2 separate regions of the Bicyclus anynana genome follow, and region 2 is linked to region 1. A link is a contact called in public Hi-C data. All regions are on one chromosome and are shown on one strand. The core of a region is the stretch at or near the end of the contact, and the rest is flanking DNA. Distances in the headings are between cores, read along the strand shown. Region 1 overlaps LOC112053036. Region 2 holds the start of LOC112054996 (mannosyl-oligosaccharide alpha-1,2-mannosidase IA).

Region 1 (6,936 bases), core at 1,208-3,707:
TGCGCTTTCTTTGAGACCCCACTCGAGTAAATATGCAGACATTCGGTTAAAAAATCGGTTTGCATCGGGGGTTAAAAAAAGACACACAATATTGTAAATTATTCCGAACCGATGGTAGAGACTCACTGATAAACTTGACTGTTGAAAAGACCTTGTACAGAGGAACCCTACTTAAAATAACTGAAATTTATACTATTTATAAACTCATAGTCAAACCCTGTATGGAAGTTACCGAGTCACAACTCACTGATAGACTTTACAGTTCAAAATGTACCAAAGAATCCTACTTGAAATAACTGAAGTTGATATCATTTGTAAGCTCATACGTCAAACCTTATCCCCTAAATGGAAGTTACACGTCGGCTTTCAGAAAGAGAGATGTCATGCAGTTATTTATGCCCTCGCTATTGAACCGATCAATTAGAAATACGTGTTAATTTGTAGTAATTACTTAGCGGCCATATCTGTACGTTTGATTTCAAGTTAGACAAGTTCTATTAGTATTTATAAGAAGTTCAAGTGACTTCGTGCAAGGATAATTAATGTGTTTTTTTTAAATGAACGTTGTTGCTAATGAGGGATAGTGGTTTGGTCGGGTATCATCATAATCATTATCATTATTATCATCATCATCCTCATCATCCTCATCATCATCATCATTAACAGCCGATGGTCATTCACTGCTGGGCATAGGCTTTTTGCATGGACATGGATTCCCAAACACTACTCGAAGTCGCCAAAATCCAGCGGCTCCCAGCAGCCCATTTGATGTGAGGACATCAAAACGGGTTGCTTTGGTTGGGTTGTTGAGTGTTGGTCGACGCTCCACTAAGTGCACCACTTGGTGGAGGGTCGACCAACACTGCGCTTTCCGGTGCGGGGTCGCCATTCCAGCACCTTGGAACCCCAACGTCTATCGGCTCTTCGAAATATGGTCGGGTATAGATAATTTCGTTTAATAAATTTTGGAATCCTAATTAGAAAGTTTTCTACCCATAATTTCCTTGAAAGATCGAAATAATTTAATTTTACATCTAATAAATAATTAACTATGGCTCTTTCTCAGAATACAGAGGGTCATTACACTTGACACTTTATGATTACGATGTTGCATACTTTTGAGCAAGGAACTGTGTATTCAGTCCCTTGCTGAAAAGAAGTTTGGAAGGAGAGAAACAAAAGGAGGACAGATCTTGATCACGCGATCTGTTGATAGCAAATGTCATTCCCATACATTTTTCTAGTTTTCGAAGCGTTTGAGATCGTAGAAAGAAAATCGATGTACCACTTGGCTACAGGGGCAGACTTCTTGCAAGAGAGAAGATATGAAGTTCAGACCCACCACACCGCTCCAATGCGGGTTGACGGGATGACGATGATAATGTTACTATTCTACGATCATAACTTCGTAATATTTTAACCAATTTTGAAAATTCTTTTTATGTTTGAAAGCGTATACTTCCAGATTAATCCCATTTAATGTTTATGAAAATCGGTTGAGTCATTTTGTGTTAAAATCAAAATAAGTGAAATAGAAGTCATTGAAGTCGGTTAAATTTTTATGTTAAAAAAATATTAAAAATTTCTTAAAATAAATAACAGCTCAGTAATTTACATCTTGACCCAGGACTTCATGATCCAAACCCACATAGGTTAACCACTGGACCTACAAGGCAGTTTTAGACTAACATTTACCTAATACCTGAAGAATTATAAAAAAAGAGGTTCGTAAAACTTAGAATCAGTGCATATTATTTTCACTTACTGGAACAAAGAGGAAGCTAAGACAAAAAAGCTTTAATCTCCTTAAAGCAATCACAAAGAAGTATTGAGATAGGTAGCTATTATTATTCATCATAATTCATTTTTCTGAGTCAACAATCAGGCATTTCACGCTTCCCTTTTCAACCCTTCGCTTAGGATGAAGGATAAAAAAGCAATTTAAAACTCCTTTTATTAGTAAGAAATTGCTGCGGTATACCATTAGCACTAAACCCAACCTTATTAGTAAAATAATAAGAATTATATTACTTTGTATAGAGTGATGTTGCCTCAAATGATAATTCTTCATGAAGTTTTAACTACAATGTATTTTTCTGTAATTTATTTTTACTGCAATGTTTAAAAATGCATTGTTTTTTGTCATTCAACTTGACTGAATATCACCTATTTATTGTATTTCAAAGTAAATTCGGAAAGAGCATAGTGAGAATCAAGTACTAAATAGTAAGTTACAGTAATTATTTAATTTCAGATCATAGAAGAAAAATCAAGCTCTTAGTACTTGGAAAACTTCGAAAAAGCTTTACCCCAAGTTCAAAGACTTGGTCGACCGTTTAAATTTAAAAACAGACGGGTACACAAAACAATAAACTGGTCTTTCTCTATCCCTTTCCTTCGTGTACCGCCATCCCATTTGCACTTTCATTAGCCTCGAAGCCTTTTATTGCAGCCATCCGACAGTCAACTTTAGAGCTTGGAGATAAAGCGCGAAATTGAATGAATGTAACTTTTATTTGAGTCTGTAGTAAGACGTAGTAAAACGAAACAAGTTTTTATGCTAAGAAGTAGACTAACCTCTTTCCAAAAATCGTTTACCGTTAACAAAACATTCAAACATAGGAACATAGAAAACAGTCACACACAGAATAGCCATGAATAAATGTGTGTATTTAAAATAAATAAAGCTGTGTAGGTTCGCGGATTTTATTGTAAGATAAAATTTGCTATAGCTATCTCTCAGTGCTCTCAGTGTATATTGTTAAAACATATCAATGACTATAAGATAGCATATTATATAAAGCAGTGGAAACCGAAAATACTCAGTTATCGAGAATTGAAAATAAGCGATAAAAGAAAAATAAAACCAGAACAGTACATAAATTAAAATATTATAATACTTCTTCGTGCTTGTCCTCAAAACTAGTTCACTTCGAAACGCTTCGAAACACTACTTCAAAATGAATTCATTTTGATGTGCTTAGTTTATAACAATACATATGCTTTGTTTTACGTTGGAATAAAAGTTATTACTAAAAACTTTATTCAATGCGGACTGCGAATTAGAAAACTATTTACTTTTAAAGTTATTACTATACAGTTCTCTAGAACTGTAATCTATCGTTAACGAATTCGTTCAGGCGTCCAAGTTACTCAAACGCCTGCGAAATAAATGAAGCAATCACAGAGTTTACACACAATTGCTGTTATACAACTGTAAGGAATAACAAATCAACGGTAACGGTTATAGTATGTACTTAAAATAAACGTTTTAAGTAACGTTTGTGTAAAATAATATTTATTTTTCTTGATTGCATCACGCGTGATCGTGTGGAAAAGTTAATTTGAAAATATGAATTTTTAATGTTGTTTTACATATATTCATTTTGTATTTAAATAATGATCCGGAGGGAGCTAGGGTCTAAATGAAAAATTTTAAGGTTTTTGTTATTCTAATAAATTATACTAATGCGACTAAAATATTAATAGCTACTCGTAAGACAGGACAATGACAATAAATTATACATAATTATAAAACAATTTTGAATTCTATTTTAATAAAAAATAGGCTTAAAAGGAAAGCAATTAATATCGCATAATGTATTAACCAAAATCGGTATTTAAACACACGTTACGTAACCGTCAATTAATAACACATAGTGTATTCACCAAAATCGGTATTTAACCACGCGTTACGTAAACATCAATTAAGAGTGTATTGTCGTTCCGTAAGTCGATTTCAAATTAATATTTCCTGTTACGGCATTAATTACTGCACGTGACACCTTTACGTTGAATCTCCGATGTACGTTCACACCGGGCTCGTACTTCTATTGTTCTCTGTGTAATCGCTTCCCAGATTGGTAAACTTTCGAGGATTAATATGACACATTGCACATTACCGCTTAAATACAACGCAAGGTTCCCATGACTATAGTCAACAGTTCTGTTACCATAAGCAGACAACAAACTGTTCTTAAATTACTTAACAAAGGTACTTGTCGCTGAGTAAAAATACTATAACATAAAACTCATATAGCACTCATATAGCCGTGATAGCTCAGTGGATATGACCTCTGCCTCCGATTCCGGAGGGTGTGGGTTCGAATCTGGTCCGGGGCATGCACCTCCAACTTTTCAGTTATGTGCATTTTAAGAAATTATAAGAAATTAAAATATCACGTGTCTCGATCGGTGAAGGAAAACATCGTGAGGAAACCTGTATACCAGAAAATTATCTTAATTATCTGCGTGTGTGGAGTCTGCCAATCCGCGTTGGGCCAGCGTGGTGGACTATTGGCCTAACCCCTCTCATTCTGAGAGGAGACTCGAGCTCAGCAGTGAGCCGAATATGGGTTGATGACGAACGATAGCACTATATGCCAGTACAAATAAATTTTGATATATTTATTTTATTAACTTACTTATATAATATTCAGAGTCATAGATCAGCTTTCGCCTCGTCAAAAAAACAAAATAGTATTATTGAATTTGATAGACTGCTTGAAAATATAGCTTTCGTCAATTTATCAGAATGCACCATTTTAGGTTTATTTTTTAGGTTACTTTTTTCCCCCAATTCATAGTACAAAATTTATAAATTCGAAATACATTCTGTTGCTTGTTTGTAAATAAATTAGAAACCAAATAGATAAAAAAATAATAAATTGCCTCAAAGGTGAAGGACAAAACATCGTGAGGAAACCGTGAGTTTGCCGATCCGCATTTGGCCAGCGTGGTGGTATGCCTTAGCCTAGCCCCTTCCATTCTGAGAGGAGACTCGAGCTCAGCAGTAAGCCGAATATAGGTTGATAATAATGATGAAAAAAATTACTCCTTAAAACAAAATTATTGTAGAGACATACGAGTAGTATATCAAATTACTTAATCCTGTTTTATTAGGTACATCGTATCGTAATATCATAGTTCCTTTAGGTTGACTAGATTCAAATTTTAACCTTTGTTACTAAAGAATAAAAAATAAAAGAAAGTTCTAAATATAGCCACGTACCTGCTTGTCTAACATAATAACATATCAGCTATCTCACGCGCCGAACAAGTCTGTGAACCAGATTCATAAGTAAACTGGATTACGACAACTGAAATAATCATTCTCACCATTAGCAAAGAAATTTATTTATTGGCTGGAAATTCTTTAATTAAATTAGATACAAGCACCAATAGTTAATTATTTACCGATGGATGGACCGCGAACATAATAAAATATATTCTCACGATGTATAAATAATAAACACGAGTAATTTATAAAAATTTCAAACATTATGGATTATTACAGTACTAGCAGACGCCCGCGGTTTCACTCACGTAATTTCCGTTCGTACATTCGTTCGGGCATACGGGAATAAAATATAACCTAATATGACACTCGCTTATAGCGTAGCTCAGTAGATCCAGAGATTACCCCCGATTTTTCTGTAGAATGAAAATAGATTTTATACTACTTTTTATCCTGGAAAAATCCATGGTTCCCGCGGGATTTGAGAAAAACTGAATTCCACGTGGACGACGTAAACGAAAAGTAGGTATACATAAATATAAAGAAAAATAACTCATTGTTTTATACTTATAGACTTAGATTAATAAACATTATAGAAAAACAGATACACAAAAGACATTACACATATGTATTTCTAATTATGTAATAATATTTTCTGTGTATCTCGTATGTTTACATCACTTTCACCAGATTCCATCAGCTATTAAGAAAGAAAATATTTATCTTTAGAAAAGATTGCAGAAACATTCGTGTCCGCAAACAATCTGTTATGAAATGTTTATTGCGGCCAGACATTCCGTGTATGTGATTTGAGATAAGTTTTTCACGCTTTGTCGTTTGTTACGTAACTTTTGCAGACAGCAATGACAGACCTTATCATTAACATCTGATGGTGGCCGTTAGAGAGCTTAACATTATCCCCAAGCCCGCCAACCTGCATTGGTACAGATTGATGGGCTCCATATTACCCTAAACTTTGACGGCCTCCGTGGCACAGTAGAATGCGTGGTGGATTTATAAGACAAAAAGAATCCCCCTGGGTTCGATCCCCGGCTGGGCCGATTGAGGTTTTTTAATTGGCTTTAGATTTTAGCCCGCTTCGATCTTCGATTGCATCATTACCATTAGGTTTTAAAGGTCAAGGGCTAACTTGTAGAAAAAAAGGGAGATGCAGGATGAGTTGACAAGTAATAGAGATGAATGGAGGAAATGGACATATTTTGCCGACCCGACTTAATTAGAACAAGATAAAGGAGACGATGATAATGTCTCGGACTCTTACACGGCCTAACAACACACCACCTGTAACACTACCTGAGCTAAGATTTTTTCTCAAATGCTAGATATTTCATAGCCAACTCACAACTTCTAGATATAATAGCTAATCACTGGAACAACCAGCAGGCTAATTCACTATCTTTGACGCATGCTAGTTGACATATACGAAATTGAGATTCTATGTAACACATGTCATCCGGTGCCTACTGGTGGATATCATACCGTAGGTAGTTGACATTTCTCTATTAATTTTATGTTTATTTTAATAGGTTGATAATAAAGATCAAAATAGTGAATAGGCTAGCACGCAGGCGTTTATACGCGCCGATGCGTCAGACAAGTCATCAGAAACTTATCGTTCCGATAAGACTCTGGGAATAAGAACGAATTAACAGTTGCGGTAACATCTTATAACTTATTTCATCTTATATAATACGGAGTGTGCCGCGATGCGAGACCGGCCTATGTTTCTCACGGCGGCGCTCGAGGCGGGTAGATCTGCCGATCGCCGTGAGACAAGTCCTTATAACTTCCAGGTTATCAAATTATATCGACGAACCGCCAAGCGTGAACTTAGAACAGACCTGTCACACACGACAACGTAAATACATATTACGGCACAAGATTGTGGCTTGCACAAG
Region 2 (6,936 bases), core at 1,593-4,092, 65 kb before region 1:
TCATGACTTTACCGTACAGATACTGGATCCTTTATTTGGATATGGCAGAGTGAAAACTCTATGCAGATTCCTGGCCTTGTGACCTGGGTTTAGGTTTAAGGTTTTCTTGATGATGCACATCAACAAATTACCATTTGTGTTGTTAATCACCAATCATGTTGTTCCTCCCTTCTCATATTCAAACTTGGTAGGATCCTACTAAACCTACCTACCTATCTTGGATACTCTTTCTAATATAGAATGCTACTACTATTACTAGTTCTAGTCAGGTCTCTAAGCAGATTATAGAGTATTTTAGCTGATATGATGTTGCATCCAATTTTATCACATAAATAATTTAAACACAACTATTTTTAGTAAGTTAATTTGTTAGGTGATAATATTTGTTCCCTTTTATTGTGCAGTCTGGATTATTGAATAACAAGGATTTCAGATTTACATTTATTTCAAGATTATCTTTGTTTCTTTCAAAGATGATGGTGTGGATAATGATACATAGATGTGTTAATATCAAATTTCTATCACCCAGAGTTTGTCTTAAGGGCTTGTTTGCATTTACCTATCTATGAAACCAATATGATCCACAGCCTTCCCACTTAAAGACATCACCACATTGTTATGCTGAAACAAGACACTACATGCTAGACGCTAGACATAAGAATATTTTAAATAAGATTGAAATTTATTGTGAGTTTCTTAGCTACATTGTAGATACTGTTTCTGAGTTTCAACTATAATAATTATAACTAACCCATATTATAAGCAAAGGCGACAAAAATATTAATTTTCTATAAACATCTACCAACCAAACCCTACAAATTGTCAGTGGTAGAGAAAAAGCAATAAATAGGTCTAGTCTAGTGTAGCGTTGTTGTGGTGACCTTGTAGACTTGTTATTATTTATTCTGTGGTATTACACAATAGTTTAATATCAACACACTATTGATACAATCATAAAGTTGATGAACATTAATAACATGATTAAAGGTATTTAAGTTGTCAACATTTAGTGTGTATTATGTAATGAAAATATTATCATATCATTATATTGCATTACAATTAAATATACTAAGCCCTTTTACAAGTAGATACTTAATATACTGAACTATGTTATTAAGAGCCGTGGTAGCCCAGTGGATATGACCTCTGCCTCCGATTCCGGAGGGTGTGGGTTCGAATCCGTTCCGGGGCATGCACCTCCAACTTTTCAGTTGTGTGCATTTTAAGAAATTAAATATCACGTGTCTCAATCGGTGAAGGAAAACATCGTGAGGAAACCTGCATACCAGAGAATTGTCTTAATTCTCTGCGTGTGTGAAGTCTGCCAATCCGCATTGGGCCAACGTGGTGGCCTAACCCCTCTCATTCTGAGAGGAGACTCGAGCTCAGCAGTGAGCCGTATATGGGTTGATGACGACGATGTTATTAAGTAAGAAGGCTATGAGAAAATTCCGCAGTCTCAACAAAAATGCACCACAAATGAGAGATATGAATCTCTGAGTGATTGAATCAGAAATCCACAAAAGAGTCAAAGTCACCAATATAGCTCAACGAGTTGCGAAGCTGAAGTGGCATTGGGGTCCCAAGCACTCACACTACAAAGAGCAGTGTTGGTCGACCCCCCACCAGGTGGACTTGATGACATAAAGCGAGTCTTAAACCCTTACTGAAATACTGAAACTCCCCTCATATATCAGAATCATTTTTAAGCTCTGTCAAAACTGTTGCATGTCATTGAAAACAGTTTTGCATGGTATCTTTAAGCCTTCAATAATTCCATAAAAAAAGTCCAGAACACTAACTATATTCTTTATAGTATACATATATATTTGTGTCATAGTAGATTTTATGTTTAAACTAGAGTTAAAATGTTAAACTCAAAATGTGTCAAGAATGGATTCTGCACTTGGCCAGCTCGGCTGACTATGATCTGGTCACATTCCAAATCTTTACTTGTGCTATGTCTAGCAATTGATATATCTATAGTAATTGATTTATGTTCTAGTTTCACTACTGTTCAAGACAAATTGTATCAATGAAAGTGAGGAATGTTTTGAAAGCAGTCTAACATACCATCCTTATAATTATTTGAGCATATTTGATGGAACATTGATAGTCTTACCTCTTTAACAGTATCCCTTTTACGCCGGACGTCTATATCTGTGCCTGGATCCATGGCTGGTATAACATACTTCTGGACTGCACTATCCACCTTCAGGGCCGGTGGGGACACATTCTTGTTAGCAGCATTGTTACCCAGTGCTGGCTCCTCGATGGCGTCCACTGGAGGTTTGCTGGGCCCTCGGGAAGACGAGCCAGATGGTGCGACGTCAAACTGAGGCCTTTCTAAAACTTTCATACCCATGTCCTCGTCTATCTTCGCTTTTAAACGATTCCTGTCTTCAACTACGTGAGGGTCGTCACCCTCCTCCCCATGACGTGCGATTCCCACCACGGGGAAGTCACCGACTTCGTTCTGAGCGAGAGGCGGAGGCATGAGGAGCTCTGGCCCAGCTTTTTGTATACGTTTGTACACATTATAAACACTGTCGTTCACACTCGTGGAACTTTTGAACTCGGGCAAATAGAAAAGTGCACCTAGCCACACGATCCCAAATGTCAAGAGAACAGAAATAATCAAATATTTTTCGCGAAGACGAAACGAGCGTCTGGATATGGACGGCACGGGCACCCCGTTAACGAATCGTTGGTAACTCGGTAAAATTCCCGTCATGTTTACGTAAACACAGTATCTAATAATATCCTAAATAATAACTGAACGTCAGATTCCAGCAGGCGACCCGTCATTGGTGGTCGCCATTAGAGAACTGGTAAAATGAAATGCCAATTTTTAGTGTTGCTATATGTAAGATTAAAATTACCCATTTTATTTGGAACAACTATTTTAATGTATGAAACATAAAATATAAATAAAAAAAACTCTATTGTAAAGAATGATGATTTTTAAATAGCAACTCACAGAGTAACCAGAGTTCAGTGTTGCCAGAAGGTTACTTTTGTAACCTTTTAGGTGATTTTTTGACTGCATTGGTTACTTTTAGGTTACATTAATAAAAAGGTTACTTTTACGTGATATTTAGGAATTTTTAGAATTAACTTACAATTTCGTATATCTAAAACAGAACGGTCGTTAAATCAAGAAATGCGGACAAATGCTCAAGAAGTCATCGATGTTTCTGTGTCAATCTCACTATAAATGAAGACGTTACAATTGACGTTGCGAAATAAGTAAGTTGCAGTCACATTGAATTTCGTAAAAAAATCAAGTATGAATTTAAGAAATATTTTTTTTTTAAATTCTTGCTCTTTAATAGTATTTTTCTTATCCCATGAGGAAAAGGCAAACAATCAGGGCCTTACTTAAGATGATTCTATTTACGAGTAAAATCTTCAGTTTATAGTAATTTAGTACTTGGCTAATATTCGTAACAGACAGTTATTAAAAAAAAAACAAAATTACTTTAGCCCCCAGAGGCTGAAATGGTGGTTTACCCATGCTGTGGAACGCAAAAAGCAAGAGTAGTTAGTGAAAAGGTTACTTTTTACACAAAAAGGTTACTTTTTTAATATTTCGGGTAACTTCTCACAAGACCGAACTGGCAACACTGCCAGAGTTAGTCTTTACAAGCAACGTACTGAAACCGGTGAAATCCATTAAAAAACTTGTCTCCTTGACACCCGCATATACCTACAAACTTTTTCATAATTTGTATTTCAAAATTTAACACTAACAACAATTACGAAAATAATATAATAATCAATAATTACTAATAAAAAAATAGTAGTTAATATGTATTCGTTTTTGAATTTTGTATTTGGAGCGACTACGACACCGTCGTGTCCCGTACGCTCCATCTATATATAATTGATTGCTCTGTGGAGCAACTATAAAATTTACTACCGGCGCTTCTCAGTAGGACCTGCCTTCCAAACCAGTGGTAGTTATTGTAAAATGATAATTGGGTTGGCAATATTAGTATATTGGTAACCGTGTTTATCATCTATCTATGTATCTATGTACAAAACATATTTGATTTTATATTTGCAGTGACATCTTTATCTTCTCGCCGCGTGATGGAACACACTTTTGAAAATCAATCTGTTTGTTTTAAATTAAATTATATTCATTAAATCAGTATATTACTTGGCCTCTTATCTAATTTAATAATTATACAACATATTCAAGAGTATTCCAGAAAAATTTACAAATAATCAAACTTGACGTTTCAAAAAATTAAGCTTTAAGATTTTTTAAGCTAGCTAAACCAATTTAAAAGAAACTTTTATATTTTGTTGAGTTTTTATAATAAATAATATACGAGAACATATAATTTTATTTAAAGACTAGCGGACGCCCGCGACTTCGTCCGCGTAAATTTCGATGTCAACTTTACTACTACCCCTACCCTACCCTACCCCTACCCTACCCTACCCCTACCCTACCCCTACCCCAACCCTACCCTACTCAACCCCTACATATACCCTACCTCCATTCTACCCCTACCCTCCCCGTACCCTTTCCCTTTCCTACTCCTATCCCACCCGTACCCCTATCTCACGCCTATCCTACCCCTACCCTACCACTACCCTATCCTACCCGTACCTCTACCCTACCCCTACCCTACCTCTACCCCTACCCTACCCCTACCCTACTCCTACACTACCCCTACGCTTCCCTACCCGTACCCGACCCTACCCTGTAACTTCTCTATCTTACTCCTACCCTTAGCAAAATCGGTCCAGTCCTTCGAGAGTGGTGGTATGACCAAGAGAAATAGAGACTTCTATGCTAATAATATAAAGAGGTAAAGTTCGTGTGGTTGTAGGAGGTAATCTCTGGATCTACTGGACCGATTTGGAAAATTGTTTTACCAATAGAAAGCTACGTTATTTGCGAGTGTCATAAGCTATGTTTGATCCCCATATTCACACGGGAACGGGAACTACGTAAATTAAAGCGCCGGGCGTCATATAGCGGAATTTCTGCGTCTTTTACAAATTTTGTATTATCTCCGAAACTATTTAAGTAATTAACATACTGTAAAGGGCAAATCTTATCTCCATAATATCCTTGTGATTATTAAATAATTTATTTTAATAAGGATTAAAGTTTAGTTGTATAAATAATGACGTAAACCTAAGTATATAAAATTAATAATTTTTAAAACACAAAAGTTACTATATCTGCTAATATATAGAAGATAGATATATGGTGTCGCGGACTTTTTTGTAGAACTTTTAAAGATACATAAAGTCTCCATACATTAATTTAAATTTTACACAATAGTTAAGGCAGCGCATGCGAATAAGTCTGTTTAAGAGGATTTTCAGTCCGACCTGTATGACAAAAACTGTGATAACTCGGCTAATATATATGATACCAATATAAAATATAGCCCATAGCACTCCCCGATAATGTAGCATTCTACTGGTGAAAGAATTTTTAAAATCGGACCAGTAGTTCCGAAGATTACCCCATTTTAAAAATGTGACAAACTTACAAACTTACAAATTTTACCTCTTTATAATATTAGTATAGAAACCACTCAGATACTGAAAAACATGCTTAATAATGTTACACTCGGCTGTAAACTAAACAAATAAACCATTGTTTCAAAGTTATGTGTTTATAATAATAAAAACTAATGGTGTAATAGTTTAATAAAACATTTAGTTTATCTCAATTTTTGTCTAACAATTTTATTTATTTAATTCTCCCCAAAAATAACGAATTGAATTTTGTTAGGCAACACTGTGAAATTGCCAACTTGACAGAAGTTAATTTTTTAAAACGATGGGTTCTAGGTTTTTGTATTGTTGTTTGGGTTTTATGTTTTTTAGGAATTTGCATTTTAAAAACTAATTGTAACAATATCAAATAAATCTATAACCACCTTTTAATATTTCAGTAAAAAAATAGCTGTATTTTATATTAAATCCAAGTAGATGAAACAATTATTTTCTACTTTTTATTATATTTACGCCGTTACGTAGTAGCTACGAAAATATTACAGTCGTATGAGTTTGGGGTGAGAGAATGTTTGTACAAAGCAATGTCGCCACTATCTCCAAAACCACTATCCCGATTTCCATTACCTACCTATTGGAAAGCTGTAATTTAGCATGAGTAGGTATGTACATTAAAACTGAACAATATTTCGTTTAGGGTTCCTTCCTTACATGCAAACTAAGGATGAACTGTTTATCGTCTATACCATTGTGAGGGTACGTTATCGATTTTTTGTGAACTACGGAATAAAGTGTTATCTTAATCTACGGAACCTAACATTGCGCGTGGCCTTACACGCACTTAGCCGGTTATTCATTACATTTTAATAGAACCTACTGGGTTTATTTTAAATTGCATTTTTTTTTTTGTTTTTTAATGTACCTAACAAAATTTATTATAGTAGGTACCTATAGCTACCAGTGCGTACTTAAAATCTGCTATCGTTTGCGTTTGTAGGAAAATAATTGAATCCACTGAACCAGGGACGTAGCTATCGCCATAGCAGCCGTATCAATGATACTAGCCCCCGGACTACAAGAGTCGCATACGTGTGAAAGCAAAAATTAGTAAAAGGTAATCCAATATCTCTGCTCAATAGGAAAAAAAAACATGTGAAATTGCAGTTTTCTCTTCAGAAATGACAATAGTCAATAACCTATTTTTTCCTTGGTCACTTTTTGTCCTACATAGGTTCTGTCACTGTCATATTTATATATTTGTTTCTTTTGTGAGAAATCACCCTTCCGCTTATACGGAAAATGAACAAAAACCTTAAACTACAGTAGTAAATGTATTCGGAAAAATAAAACAAACCTTACAATTTAAAAATGATGTATTTTAATTTTAGAGTAACAAATGTATTTAAATTGTCGTACAAAAATAGCTTACTTATATAAAAAATACTT

What was found. A called contact is a pair of places that touch in the nucleus more often than the background predicts.
Region 2: a Hi-C map of whole larva shows a contact between it and region 1, with 2.9 times the contacts expected there. The contact joins the promoter of LOC112054996 here to the enhancer-like site in region 1. A contact is called at or near these places in 2 of 2 Hi-C or Micro-C datasets (whole body and whole larva).

What each region holds. Positions count from the first base shown.
Region 1 is chr12:5,379,637-5,386,572 of ilBicAnyn1.1, reverse strand. All of the region lies in intron 2 of LOC112053036, which reads right to left. Among protein-coding and RNA genes, the nearest start is that of LOC112053036, 34 kb to the right of the region's middle. Within about 2 kb of position 2,457, at least 8 of the 8 cell types and tissues checked have open chromatin away from gene starts, as enhancers often do.
Region 2 is chr12:5,445,017-5,451,952 of ilBicAnyn1.1, reverse strand. LOC112054996 (mannosyl-oligosaccharide alpha-1,2-mannosidase IA) reads right to left here and starts at 2,842. Exons shown (of 10, transcript XM_052884718.1): 1 at 2,123-2,842. The coding sequence starts at 2,734. LOC112053036 reads right to left here. Exons shown (of 6, transcript XM_052884711.1): 6 at 6,846-6,936.